Linked DNA regions of Zea mays: region 2 is linked to region 1. Evidence: chromatin contacts called from public Hi-C data. All regions are on one chromosome and are shown on one strand. Each heading gives the region's core, a stretch centred on a gene start, on an enhancer-like site or on the middle of the called end of the contact. The rest is flanking DNA. Distances are from core to core; before and after follow the strand shown.

Evidence for each region. Hi-C and Micro-C count contacts between places; a contact is called where the count stands out from the background.
Region 2: a contact with region 1 is called in a Hi-C map of tassel, with 3 times the contacts expected there. The contact joins the promoter of LOC103651400 here to the promoter of LOC100279919 in region 1. A contact is called at or near these places in 2 of 25 Hi-C or Micro-C datasets (leaf and tassel).

The regions. Positions count from the first base shown.
Region 1 is chr3:216,724,711-216,731,397 of Zm-B73-REFERENCE-NAM-5.0, reverse strand. It overlaps LOC100279919, which reads left to right and starts at 3,631. Exons shown (of 10, transcript NM_001367119.1): 1 at 3,631-4,025; 2 at 5,353-5,761. The coding sequence starts at 3,978.
Region 2 is chr3:217,491,547-217,498,233 of Zm-B73-REFERENCE-NAM-5.0, reverse strand. It overlaps LOC103651400 (putative exosome complex component rrp40), which reads left to right and starts at 3,730. Exons shown (of 10, transcript NM_001301497.2): 1 at 3,730-4,100; 2 at 4,208-4,310; 3 at 4,403-4,477; 4 at 4,594-4,680; 5 at 5,434-5,490; 6 at 6,407-6,499. The coding sequence starts at 4,263.

The DNA.
Region 1 (6,687 bases), core at 2,382-4,881:
TCACACCGTCGCATCGCCTGCGGATCAACGGCGAATGCAGTTTTTTTTTTTGTTGCAAATGCACGACGGAGAAGCAAGGCAGACTCGCAGTTGCTGACTTGTACCGTAGGAGCGGCGGACACTCCAGGTCCAGGTCGCGCGTTCATGAACCGATGATGCGAACCAACTGCGCCGGGCGGTCCGGATGGGTTTGAGGCTTTGAGCCTAGAGATGGGGGACGCCGCTTTTCAGTGAGAGCGACAGCTCGTGCACAGGTTTGTCCGCTTCGCTACTGGCGCGTTGCTGCAGCATGTGCATGTGACACTGGATAGGGGGGAAAAGAAGGAAAAGTTGGCGAATCGTGATAGCTAGCCTGCCGACCAGCCGGCCATCACGTGACAGGCACAGGTTTTACCGAAAGCGAAAATGTACTGTGCGTGGCATCGAAACAGGTGCAACGATGTGCGGCGGCGGTGATCCACTCACGGGAGATCAGAGATGTGAACCAGGGGCGCACGGTAGACGATGTCAAACAGGTGCAACCTGTGCCATGGAAGCCACGGCAATCAATACTACGCTATTGGCTATGAGAGTGTGAGAAGCACGCGCGCAGAAAAAACTGCATTACTAATATTATTATTATTGAAGTTGACGATGCGTGCAAACTACTGTGCAAAATGCAAATGCAAGGCACGAAAACCGCGCACCGGCCGTACGTGTGTTGTGTGGACGGATACTTTGAGCTGCCATCTACGCCACACGTTACAAATACATGCACATGTTGCGTGCTTAAACAAGTGGACACGATCACACGAGCGACTCAGACAAGATGGAAACGCAGAGAGAACTTGGGAACGCGGATCGTACAGGCACAGGCACACCCCGATCGACGTGTGGCTCAGTCCTCCGGTACCGATCCAATGGCTGACGATGAGCCACGTCACTGTTTTTTCCCGTCATACGTACACGCGGGGAGGCGATTTGTAGTGCCTTGCGTAGTAGTAAGCATATTGTTCCGGAGATATATACCGACCGAACCACAGGAACAGGTCACGAAGAAAACAACACCGTGAGAATAATTTTGTTCAGCAATCATCAAACGAGTGCAATAATTGTTTAGATGATTGGCTCTCCCGCGCCTTCACAATAATGCACCGCGTGTGACACGCATTATTGAGAGCTCTCTCATTTAATTTGCAACTAGTTTTCTGGAGAGAAAAAAGAGACCGAGCGACATACTCCCTCCGGTGCAGTAAAAGAAGTCATCCTGCGCGTGACCGAGCGTGCACAAAAAGAAGTCATAGCGCGCGTGTGTCTGGGATTTGGACGTTGTTGCCCCTAGTAATTGCACAAAAAAAGATGCATTTAAGAGGAATCGAACTTGAGACCTCTAGTCTAGAATGCCTTGGAGCTGCTGCAGCAACCAATCAAGCTTGATTGTTTTAGTGACGTTAATGCACCCATATCCTTATTTAATAGGGGCAAACAGGGAAAACTCTATGATAATTAATCACTCCTTGGTATGCACAATCATGTCCTAAACGACTACCTTTACTGTACTGGAGGGAGTACGTACATTATTATTCAGCTGCCATTAATGCATAGTCGTCATTGGGAGGAAAATGATCATCGCCGGACGGATATCTCCTGGCGATTCTGTATTACTCCCTACATTTTTTAAGTTGTTGCTGGATAGTTCAATTTTGCACTATTCAGCGACAACTAAAACGAAACGGAGGGAGTACTAATTGTTCAAAGAGAGTGAAATGACACACACGTCTAGGTATGTTCAGAATATGACAAGGGAGATAATTAAAAAAAAACTTAGCTCCGCGAACTCTTAATCCACGATGGATTTAGTTAATGCATGCGATGATGCGCGTTCCTCTGCACTGGAAACAATAATACAACTTGCGTGTATGATCAGCCGCGCGCACATGCCATGCACGCAACGGAGGCTGAACCCTACCGATCCACGGTAGCGTATTATTATTATTATTCTGTGGAAAAGGTAGCTCGCGGCCCAGATCTACTACCATACGATAACTGCGTGGCTATATCATGGCAGCAGGCAGACGTCCACACCCAAGTCCCGAAGCACGCGAAGCTTCCTATCCTATACGGTTATACTGAAGAACAATTCGGTCCACTAGCACACCCATGCGACAGACGGAAAAAAAATGAGTGACGAGGCGACTAGGCGAGGCATGCAGGCTCTGAAAGAAAGCGCGTCTGGCCTGCAGCTGCAGCCTGCTCTGCCTGCCGGGCTACCGGTCTCGCCGCCGCACCGACCAAAACCAAACGGTGCGCCAACGTCAAACCCCGAAACCGAAAACGCAAAATCCACAGCAAAAAAACCCAATAAAACTCGGGGCAAGCTGCCCGTCCATCCGCAGCCGCAGCGGCCAGTCGGCCACCACACCAGGCTGCAGGCTCGGCGGTAGGAGTCGGCCACCGACCCCCGTCAGCGCACCGCAGCCCGTACCGTGCGCAACCAAAACAAGCCTGGCGTGCTTGTCCTGGCTCGCATATCACATGGCGGGGCCAAGGAACGTAACTCCACAGCCCCGCTTCCATACATCAACCAAAAGAAGCGAAAAAAAAAACTGCAGTAGCGGCGGCGCTGAGCCGGAGCCGGAGCCGCAGAGTCACGGACGGCAATCACGGAATCGCCCGGCGAGGCGAACCCGACCAGAGCCGCCTCCCTGCGCATCCATCGCACGGCACGAGGTCGGTCGATTTGAGACTTTGAGAGAGAGACGTACATCTTACTTATATCTATATTTATTTTTAAACTTCACTATATAAAGAGCACAGTCTATTATATAAAATAATATATCAAATAATTATATAGGTAAACAGTTGTACACACTGTTTGGTTTAATGGTTTCTAGAGAATAATTTTTAGTTTCTTAATTTTATTCTAATTTAGTTTCTAAATTGTAAAATATTAAAACTAAAATAAAATTTAGTTTCTCTATTTGGAAAATTAGGGACTAAAATAGAATAAAATATAGAAATTACAAATTAGTCTCTATAAATCATACAACCTTCTAAATAAAATAATATGCATATTGTTTGTTCGTTTTGAATTAGATAGGTGAAATCCGATCCATCTTCTAGTATTTATTAGTATCTGATTAGTACCTAACCTATATCCATATCCATATCCATACAATTAAAGTTAGATACTTAAGACATTAATATTTATTTAAGTCTTATTCAAAATAACTCGATATTATCCTATCCAAAACTACTCATTGAAAAAGAATCATATTCTTATGCTTAAATGCTCAATATCCAGGTGGGCTTACAAATTTGGTCATGATTAATTGCTTTATGGATTGTCTATTGATTAGTTGGTGTATATCTTCTCGATATCGCAAGTTTCTTATGTCCAAATAAAGCATTTAGTTTTTTACTAATAAAAAAACAAAAAGTTTAGCCTTCGTTATTCCTTAGATCCCTTCTTTTATTTCGATATTAGTGCGGATCAAAATCGATGCAACGAAAACGAATGCATATCCAAAGACAAATATAAAATAAATATAGAACAAATAATATCGCTATCTATCCGATATCCGGCTCTCGGCCTCTTGGCTCGTCTTCCGTTTTAACGCCACCTCGCGACGCGGCCCCCAACCCCCACCGCTGCGGTGCTACTGCTACCGTGCTACACCATCAGGAATCGGACGCGGGACGCTACACCACCACCACAGCTCCCCACCTCCACCCTCGCCGCGAGTTGCTCAGTCGCAGACTCGCAGCGAGCGAGGCGGGGGCCTCACTCAGCGCGGGGCGAGGCGAGCGTCCCGGGTGGGCAGCGTCGCGGTCGCGGGCTCGATCGGGTTGGGACGGGGAGGTAGGGAGGAGGGGCCAGGGATCTCCACTCTCGTCCGTGCGGGAGCGCGGGCGTCGCATGCGGCGGCGCGCCGGGGCAAATGCTGGTAGCCTCACGGGCGGAGGAGCGCTCACGCTGAGGCGGCGGCCGGGGAGCGATGCAGGCGCCGGAGCAGCAGCCGCAGCAGCAGCAGCAGCGGAGGAAGGTGAGGGGCAGGGCTCTCGTTTCGCAGTCTCGTCGTCGGTAGGAGTTTGGTTTCTTTCTCGTGGGGGTGGTTGGGGTGCGGGTGGACGCGCGGTCGTCTGGGTTGTTGTTGGCGTTTCAGATCGGTTGGCCTGCCGGCTTGGACCTTGCAAGAAGATGGCGGCTCTGAAATACATGTGAAACAAAAAGGAGCGTTCTTCGCCTCGAGTTTTCCTGGTCCTGGATGTGCACGTCAGCCGTAAGGATTTGTTACTCGTGCCGTTCTTTTCCTTATCCGCAATCGTCCCTCGTCTTCGTTGCGGGAAGACGGTCGCGTGGAGCTGTACTTGGATTTGAATTTGAGTTGTGGAGTCGACACAGTTCAGGTTCGTGCGCCTGCCAAAGAGAATTCTCGGTTCATGGTTTTCCTGGATCAGAGCCTTTCTGAATCATTACCGGGAGGTTCTCTGTTGGATTTGGTAATATCTGAAACTCTCTTCTTCCGGTGTTGGGCCACGTTCTGTTTTCTGCCCTCCAAAGGAAATGGCATCATTCGCGACTTTTCCAACTGTGTCGAATACAAATCGCTCCTTGGCAGAAAAAAAAAGCTGGTTTCAGTTGGGTCCTAGAGGTATCGCAAATGAGGAATTAGATTCGCTGAGTAGTTCGTGTTTATCTTAATCCATTCTGTGGCCTCTCTCGCCTTCTTTCCCTTTGAAGAAAAAAAAAAGATTAATCTGTTCCAGCGGATTAGCTTATCGATATATTCTATGCCCACTCAGTAGGCATGTTGATTGAGATGGTTCTATGCGCAAGAACCCTCACTTAAAGGGTCATTCTTCGACTTCTCATTTTGTCTTTCACGCTTGACCAGCCCTGCTCTGCTCATTGCTGGAGGCAAAGGAAGGTTTGCGCTGGAGGGTAGGTGTAGTGTAATATAAACTACTAGTGCCCAGTTCCTGGCTGTGACATAATCTTTCAGTGGTCATTTGGGTAGGAATTAGGAAGAAAGCTTGGGTGCCAAGATTCACATAGCTGGCTTTTCTCGTTCACTGTTCTCTTGAGTATTCTAATTATACTTCTGAAATCTGCTATTCTCATGAAAGTTGTTTCTTGCAATTACTACCCTAGGATCATCCAAGGAACAATCTAAATTTCTCTAGTGCTATTCCTTCTGTCCACACCATCGTAATCTTGGGATCTGACATTGGGTTTAGTTCTACAAGCAGATTCCACATTTCTACTCAGTTGAATTGGTCCCTCCCATTTGATCATAAGTCTATATGTTTTTTGTTTATTAGTAGCGCTTTGCTGAACAGAGTTAACTCAGTATGTTAAACTTTGCTCAGGGTTCGTCAGAGATGGACTTCTTCAGTGAATACGGCGATGCGAACAGATACAAAATCCAAGAGGTCATTGGCAAAGGAAGTTATGGCGTTGTTTGCTCAGCTGTTGACCAACATACTGGTGACAAGGTGGCAATCAAGAAAATACACAATATCTTTGAGCACTTATCTGATGCTGCCCGGATCCTACGTGAGATCAAACTGCTTCGGCTATTACGCCATCCTGATATAGTTGAGATCAAGCATATAATGCTGCCTCCATCAAGGAGGGACTTCAAAGATATCTATGTTGTATTTGAGCTGATGGATACAGACCTCCACCAAGTCATCAAGGCAAATGATGATTTAACCCGAGAGCATCATCAATTCTTTCTCTATCAGATGCTCCGTGCACTGAAATACATTCATACCGGTATGTTTTTTTCTTTTAGAAACTGATGTCTTAGAAGGGTAGGCCTGGTATAGTGGTGAGAGTTGTCTCATTGAGTCACTAGACTGTAAGTTCGAAGCAGTCTCTCGACATTTGCTGGGAAAGGCTTGCCTCGGTTTATGTCTTCCCCAAACTCTACTCATGTGGGAGCCTCCAGCATTGGATCTGCCATTAGAAATTGATATGTCTGCCCTTAGAAATTGATGTCTTAGAGTTCAGTTTTTTATCGTGATGATTTTCACATGTCTTGGAATCATTTCTCTTGAAAAATACTGGGACAAGTATTATTTGAATGGAGGATCAGAGTAATGTGTTGTTATGGGCCTTAAGCCCATTATCTATGTCAGTATAGCTAGGCTAGCCGCGACCACTGTTCACATGCGGTTACTGTAGCGCGTGAACAGTGCCGGCTAGGTAGGGTTTGTTATGTTGCTTAGCTATTAAGTTAGGGTTACCTCTCTATATAAGGAGGGGCAGGGTGTTAGTTGAGATAAGCAAGAAGAATAGATCTGGTTTACTCCTAGGACCTCCTACGAGAGGGCTGAGTACCAGGACTATCTTGCGAGTGCATCACAGTTCACAACAAAATGGTATCAGAGCCAGTACGCGCGCATCGCCACCATGGCCAGCGCGCACGACGATCTTGTGACCTACTCCGCCAAGATGGACCTCATCCTCGAGCAACTCACCGCCATCAATGCCTGTTTGGATTCCCACGACGCTCGTCTGGCCAAGCTCGAGCAGGCGTGGGTCAGCCCCTCTTCTTCTACCGCGGGCTGCCTGGACGCGAGCGAGGGCGGCCTGGGCACAGGCGGCCGGGTCGAGGACGATGGGGTCGATGGGCTGCAACCTGACACACCCAGGGAGGAGGTGGAGGCGGCATTCTACGTTGAGGTGGTTGTGCCACT
Region 2 (6,687 bases), core at 2,481-4,980, 770 kb before region 1:
TGGGAGAGGCAAGGTCGATTGTTGGGTTTATTGTCCTTGAAATACATATCTAATTTTACTGGATGAATATTAGGTTCTACTTTCCCATACCAATACCCATATACTAAATATGGAATAATTTCTCCCAAATTTATACCCATAAGGACTAAAATATTCCCATTCCCTAACCCAAATAGGGGAAGCTAGTTTAGTAATCCTATTATTTGGAGTTATTTCTATTTTTATTTTTACTTAGAAAAATAGAGTTGGCAAAATAACTCTAACAAACTCACGGGTTATATGGTACTAGTAAATTGCTCGCGTTTCGCGCGAGTCTGTGCTCAATATGTCTACAGTTATAAAAGACAATTGAACTGGTCAGAACCTAAGAATCGAGTCATGTGAGTTTCATGTTTGCAGTGGGCTTTTGAGGCAGCTGATGGTAGCTGCCTAATAAAGTCTATATTTAGTACTCGTAATTGACATTCAAATATCTGATGTGACACCAACTAAACTTAAGTGCAGAGAACTAAAGATCCTCCTAGCAACCACTTCTCCCATTTAATACACTTCATGGAAACCTTACACAACTATGAGCAATCTCTACTACTTATTAAAGCTGCAATATTAGTCGGCCATTCCGCGTTCTGTCATTCCCTGTTCTGCCCATTCCGTGTTCTACCTTTTCGATTCCCTCCTCCCCGCACACAGTCCATTCCCAAGTTCTGCCACCATTCTATATCTATCATTCTCATTCTCCCTCCCCGCAAAGCCCATTCCCATTCCCCCGTACAGCCGACGCCTAGCTAAAATTTAAAAAACACACATGTCCAGAAGGAGATTCGAACCCACAACCTCTCAAACAAATGCTAGCAGTAGCTACCACTAAACCACATGTGTGTTTATGTCTACATATATAACAGAAAACACATCTACTAAATCTCTCCCCAAGTCCACCTGCTACCATTGCACAATGTGTGGTAGTAGATAAGTATCACCGAGATTATTGAATTATATTTTTGGATAGAGGGAGTAGTATTTAAAGAAGAGCCTTGCATGCCATTTCTTTTGTTTGAATAATGTTTTCAACTTAAATTCCTTTTTTGTATGCGTGACATTTATTCTTCGTAATATTTTTCCATGGATCTGACTTGTGAGTCAATTTTATAAACCAACGCCAAACATGAATCCATGTTTCTTACTTGGAAACCCGAACAAACATCATTAGCAGGAGGCACTCACGTTGGGGTCGCTCATCGACGACAAGAAGAAACTTGGCGACTGCCAGTTCGACCTCTAGAAAAAGTCCTACGTGGCCGCATGTGCCGCTATGTACGACAAGCTCCAGCGCCGCCGCCGCTTGGACACGGTGCACAGCGGCTGCTCCACGCTATCCATCGTCAAGCAGGGGGACCTCGTGGTCGTCGCCAACGTCGGCGACTCTCGGGTTGTTCTGGGCACCGCATTCGACGACAACACCATCACGTCGTCCAACTCATCGTCCACCTGAAGCCCAACTTGCCACGTAAGTCACTACTGACTGGCCATGAATTCTTGTGCGCTGAGACGATGGTCGTTTCTGACGTTGCATGAGTGTCCTCGAACACGATGTATGTAGAGGAGTAGCGCATCCGGTGGTGCAACGGCCAGGGGTACTACCTTGCTGATGAGCCCGGGGTGCACTTCGTTTTACAGCCCAGCCAAGAGTCATCAGTACTCGGTATGTCGCGCGCGTTCGACGACTACTATATCGAGGATTGTGGCGTCATCTTGGCGCTAGAGGTGATGCAGAGGAGGACCGACAACAATAACCAGTTCGTCATCCTCGCCACCGTTGGGGTAGCTTTTGTGCCGGCTTGCCTTTAATTTTCTTCGCAAACACACACTTGCCTTTTTGTTTAAGCAAAAGCGTATGGTGGTACGTGTCTGATGACAAACGATGCACGAGAGAATTTCTTCCGGTATGTGTGAAACGTGCTCTCCAATGATGAGACCATGCAAATCATGACATATATCGAAGTCAGCATGATACTGATGGTTGCAATGTAGTGGTGAAACAGATAGATTATAAATAACAAAATTTATGTATGGCCAGAATCACAAATTAATTTTGAAACATTTTCTCATAACAGTATAACACACATTTTGTATATAAGTTATCGTAGTATACTGGTATTATATATTCCCGTTGCAACGCATGGGCATTCAGCTAGTAATGTAGAAGAACATAATCCAAGCAATGATAAAAACATCATGCATAGTAAATGGTAACTGGTTTTCCACCACGTCAATAGGAACAACCATCAAAGCAAATTATTGTGAGTTGCATATCATTCAAGATGCTGAAGCCACCACTACTCGAATCGCGTAGAAATATCATGTATCCCCATAAATCTCGCTTAACAAACCCCCCCCCAAACATTGGGGTACTACGATGTCCGGCTTGAAGATCTTCACAAACCAACATTTCAATAGAAGACACATGGGGTACTACGACGTCCTGAATAAACTACGATTCTACTCCATATTTGCTCGGTGATACAAATATAGAGGTTCCAAAAATCTGAAGTAGCAGCTTCACGAACTTTTAGCGAACCAGGTTGCACAGCAGATTACCCAAACAAATAGCTCCTGTGCATGGACAAAAGTCATTGGCAATCCACTGCGACGTAACATCGAACAACTCATGCGCGTGGACCAAGCTATTGGCAAACGTGGCTAGATATGGCAATGGGTACCCGCTACCCGAAACCCGATGGGTTTTTGCTCTATTAGGGTATGAGTTTGGGTCAATTTCTCTACCCATAGGTTTGTTAATGGGTTCAAATAGAAACCCAACGGGGTACGTGGGCATGGGTTTGTTCTTCCACTACCCATACCCGCAAACCCATGAGTTTTTAAAACCCGCCTTAAAATTAACATTCCTTATAAATATGTCTCATAATATTATTAATTGAATATATTCTAATTCAAATAAACTTCATGTAACAAATTTTAGGCTAAAATTAGTTATCACTTGTTCCTTTATGCTAGCTTATTAATGTATTGATTGTCATTTACATGATGAATTATTTTTATGTTGATGTTAGTGGGTATGGGAAACCCGTTGGGTACCCGAAACCCGCATGGGTATGGGCTTGGGCAAAATTTTATACCCGTTATGGGTATGGATTTTTTAGCGGGCGTATTTTTTCTTCGCGGGTATGAGTTTGGGCAAGTAATACCCAACGGGTTTTTACCCATTGCCATCTCTAAACGTGGCAGAGTCTGCTTCCAGACGCCGCCACTGGCTGGAGGAGGAGCGGGAGGAGCAACAAGGCATTGTGAATTTGTGATCGTCACATTCCTAGAGACCTAGACGTCTGCTGCGCCATCACGGCAGCCCGACCCAGCGTCGCGGCCTCGACGGCGGCCCTGAGCCTCGCCATGGCCGCGACCTCTGACGCCCTCGCCACCTCAACGCTCGCGACCTCGGCATCGATGGTATCTTTGCGCTCATGTTTAATATATAGAAATCGAAATCGGATTCATTGACACCTCTATTTGAGGCGCAAACAACGGTGTCAATTTTACCCGCGGGTTCAGATATCCACGGATATCCGACCTGTCAGATTCGGGTACGAAATTTAACCTGTTGGTCTCACTCGTACCTGACCCGTAATAAAATCGGATCGGGTACGAGTTTTTATATTTCACCCGCGGATCCTAGCAGATATCCAAAATTAAAAGTACATGTATTTTCAGCTTACCAGAGACCGGCCCAATGATCCATCTTTATTTACCCAGAAACCCTAGTCTCTCACGCTCGCGGAGTCAGTCTCACCATCTCTCTCGGCCGACAGCCGGCCACCACCAGCCGCCAGTAGCAATAGCAAATTAGCAACCCGCCGAGCACCGACCTCTCCATAGTTCCTCTACGGCTCTACCGAGCAACCGCCGGCGTCGACCCTGCCGTCCAGGCCCGTCCTGCCGCGGTGCCGCCTGCGTCCCTGCCCCAGCCACCCGGCCGCCACCCGCCGCCGCCAGCGAGGAGCGAGTAGTAGCGACCCTGGTCCCTGCCGCCCTTGCGTTCGTGGCTCCCTGCCCAGTGCCCCTGCGTCAGCGTCACTGCACTCTCCGAGGTAGGAGCCGGCCACCGGAGTACCGGACAGATCCCAGGCTTCTACTGTCTGTCCCTCGCAGGCTCGCATGTATATTTTACAGTTGATGTCTCACTGATCTCAAATAGGTGGAGGTGGTTCTCAAATCTCAAGTCCATCCACGGCGCTACTACCCTCGCTGCAATGGAGTTGAGGAGGCCTGCATCCTCTCCTCTTGTCGACAACTACGTGGTAAATCTTCCAGCCCTATTCCGCACTTTGATCTCTCACTTGCACTATCTGTGCGGATCTGGTCATCACCTCACACTGCCCACCATGGTCAGGTACCTGGTGACGTCGTCCTGGACCTCTCTGAGATGAACAACCAGACCATTAAACTCGGCGCGGGTCTGCGTCAGGTAAGCCTATTCATGGTGGAATGTGGGAGCCGTTGTCTTTTGTGAGACTTAGTGGTTAGGGTTTAATGGGGTTTGTTTGGGCACGAGGCTTATTGGTGATTAAACGGGGTTTGTAGGAGTGTGACACCATCCAGGCGACTAGTGCTGGGAAGCTGCGGCAGTTGAAACCCAACAAGTATTGGATTGAAAACTCACAGAAAAGAGTAAGTTCGGTTTGGCTCTGCCGCTTTGTCAAGATACTTGTTAAGTATTTTATTATCACTGCTGTAGGATGTCGGTTGAATAGATAATTCATATTATGTGTCCCTTTTTGTGGAAAACTGCAAAATCCTGAACTAATATGTTAGCCTAATGTGAACTGAGTATGTTGAATCAGTGGAATGAAAGTTCCATCACTAATGCTTAATGCTCCGTTTGCATGTTGATATTGGAGGGCATGGAATTGAACTGGGTTGAATACCGAATCAGCCATGGTATTGAAATGAGATGCAATTTCAATTCTATTGTTTCGATGTCACCGTATTGTAGTTTGGAATTGTGTGGCCTATATCCACGAATAAAGAGGGGTGACTCTATATTAGGAGAGGGAGTTTCCAGTCATAATCCAATTCCAGGGAATTAGGTCTCTGATTCCAAATCTCATTTCCATGTGCAATCAAAAAACAAAATTTAGGAAAGCTGATTTTAATTCCCTATTCCGTTCACCAATATCTACATCCGAACGTGGTCATTGCCACATTTATCTTTTACCGATTGACTATGTTATTGCCATTTTAATGATTTTTTGGTTTTCATATGTGAAATTAATCAGCATGGTAGGTTCTGATCTGGTTCCCTAATATTGTCTTAACCGTAACGTGGGAGACTGCGGATAGTGTAGTCTGTTCCTCCCTATTTATCGTGATTCAGCAGTGATCAGTCACTTATTCATGTTCATGGTCTTCTTTTTTTTACAGTATATACCTTCTGTAGAAGATACCGTTCTTGGTATTGTGGTCGACACCAAACCAGACGTAAGTATACATTTATATTCAGGAGTATGTGAGTTGATACTTGTTTCTAGATATTTATCTGAGGCTACCATGGATAATGGCTGTCAAAACTATAATTATGTTTTATGGTCCAACATATTTATGATCTTTTTTTTGAACAAACGCAGGAGAGCTGCGTGTCATTTCATTAAGTAGAAAAAACATAGGAGAGACAAGACTTGCCAAACCCCTAATACAAGGCTAGCAGTCCCAAAACCCCTTTCACATGAACTCAACGTGCCACACACATTGAGAAAAAACTACCACCAGCAAAAAAACTAGGCTCCTACAGGCCGTCGCAGGAGGAGCTCCTGAAGAGCTGATGCTCCAGCTAAGCACCAAATAGTACCATCCTCAACCACAGCATGCCTAACCTGTAGGACACAGGGACAGGGTCTTGATTATACAGTCCTAGTTAATAGAATATACGTTTTTCCAATCTTTATGTTTAAGATTTGTAATTGCGATCTTACATAAAACTGTTTGATCTCGTTTAGAATCTGCAATTGCGGCAGTCTTAAAGAATCACCTTACGAAAGGAAAATAGCTGGTAGTATTGAAACTTGGACAATCACTACCAACTGAAATACTACAACAGCATAACTACACAATTCTTTTTACTATAGCATTAAACTGCATGAAAGAGGCAGAAATATTGCTTGATTTGCTTGGTGGTGAAGCAATGTGGAATTGAGCTTCCTAAAAAAAGGACAAATGTCCCTAGTAGAGTAGTAGTGGCAAGATGATCAGCTGATTACCCTTTTCATACAGTTCTAGTATAAAAACAGAAGCCGAAATGGGCTTTGCAAGAAGCTAGACGACTGTTTTTATGTTAATTGTATTTTGCCTGTGATCATGCGATGTATTTTCTTTTCTGAAATAGCTTTGGTTATTACAGAACTTTTTGGTAGACATAAAGGGTCCTAATTTGGCCTTTCTACCAGTACTTTCATTTGAAGGCGGTACAAGGAGAAACATACCCAAGTTCGAGGTAAGACACTGGATCATTTGAACTTTCTAGCATTGTTTAGTTTCATAGTTTTGTCAGCCTTTATACTTTAAGTGTGAAATGTGTGTGTAGTTCTTAACATGTATTCAGTAGCATGTGGATTGCTTCTTATTTTTCTGTTCCAAATAGGCAAATAGTCCTTCCATTCTTTTATGTTTGAGGTTTTAGTA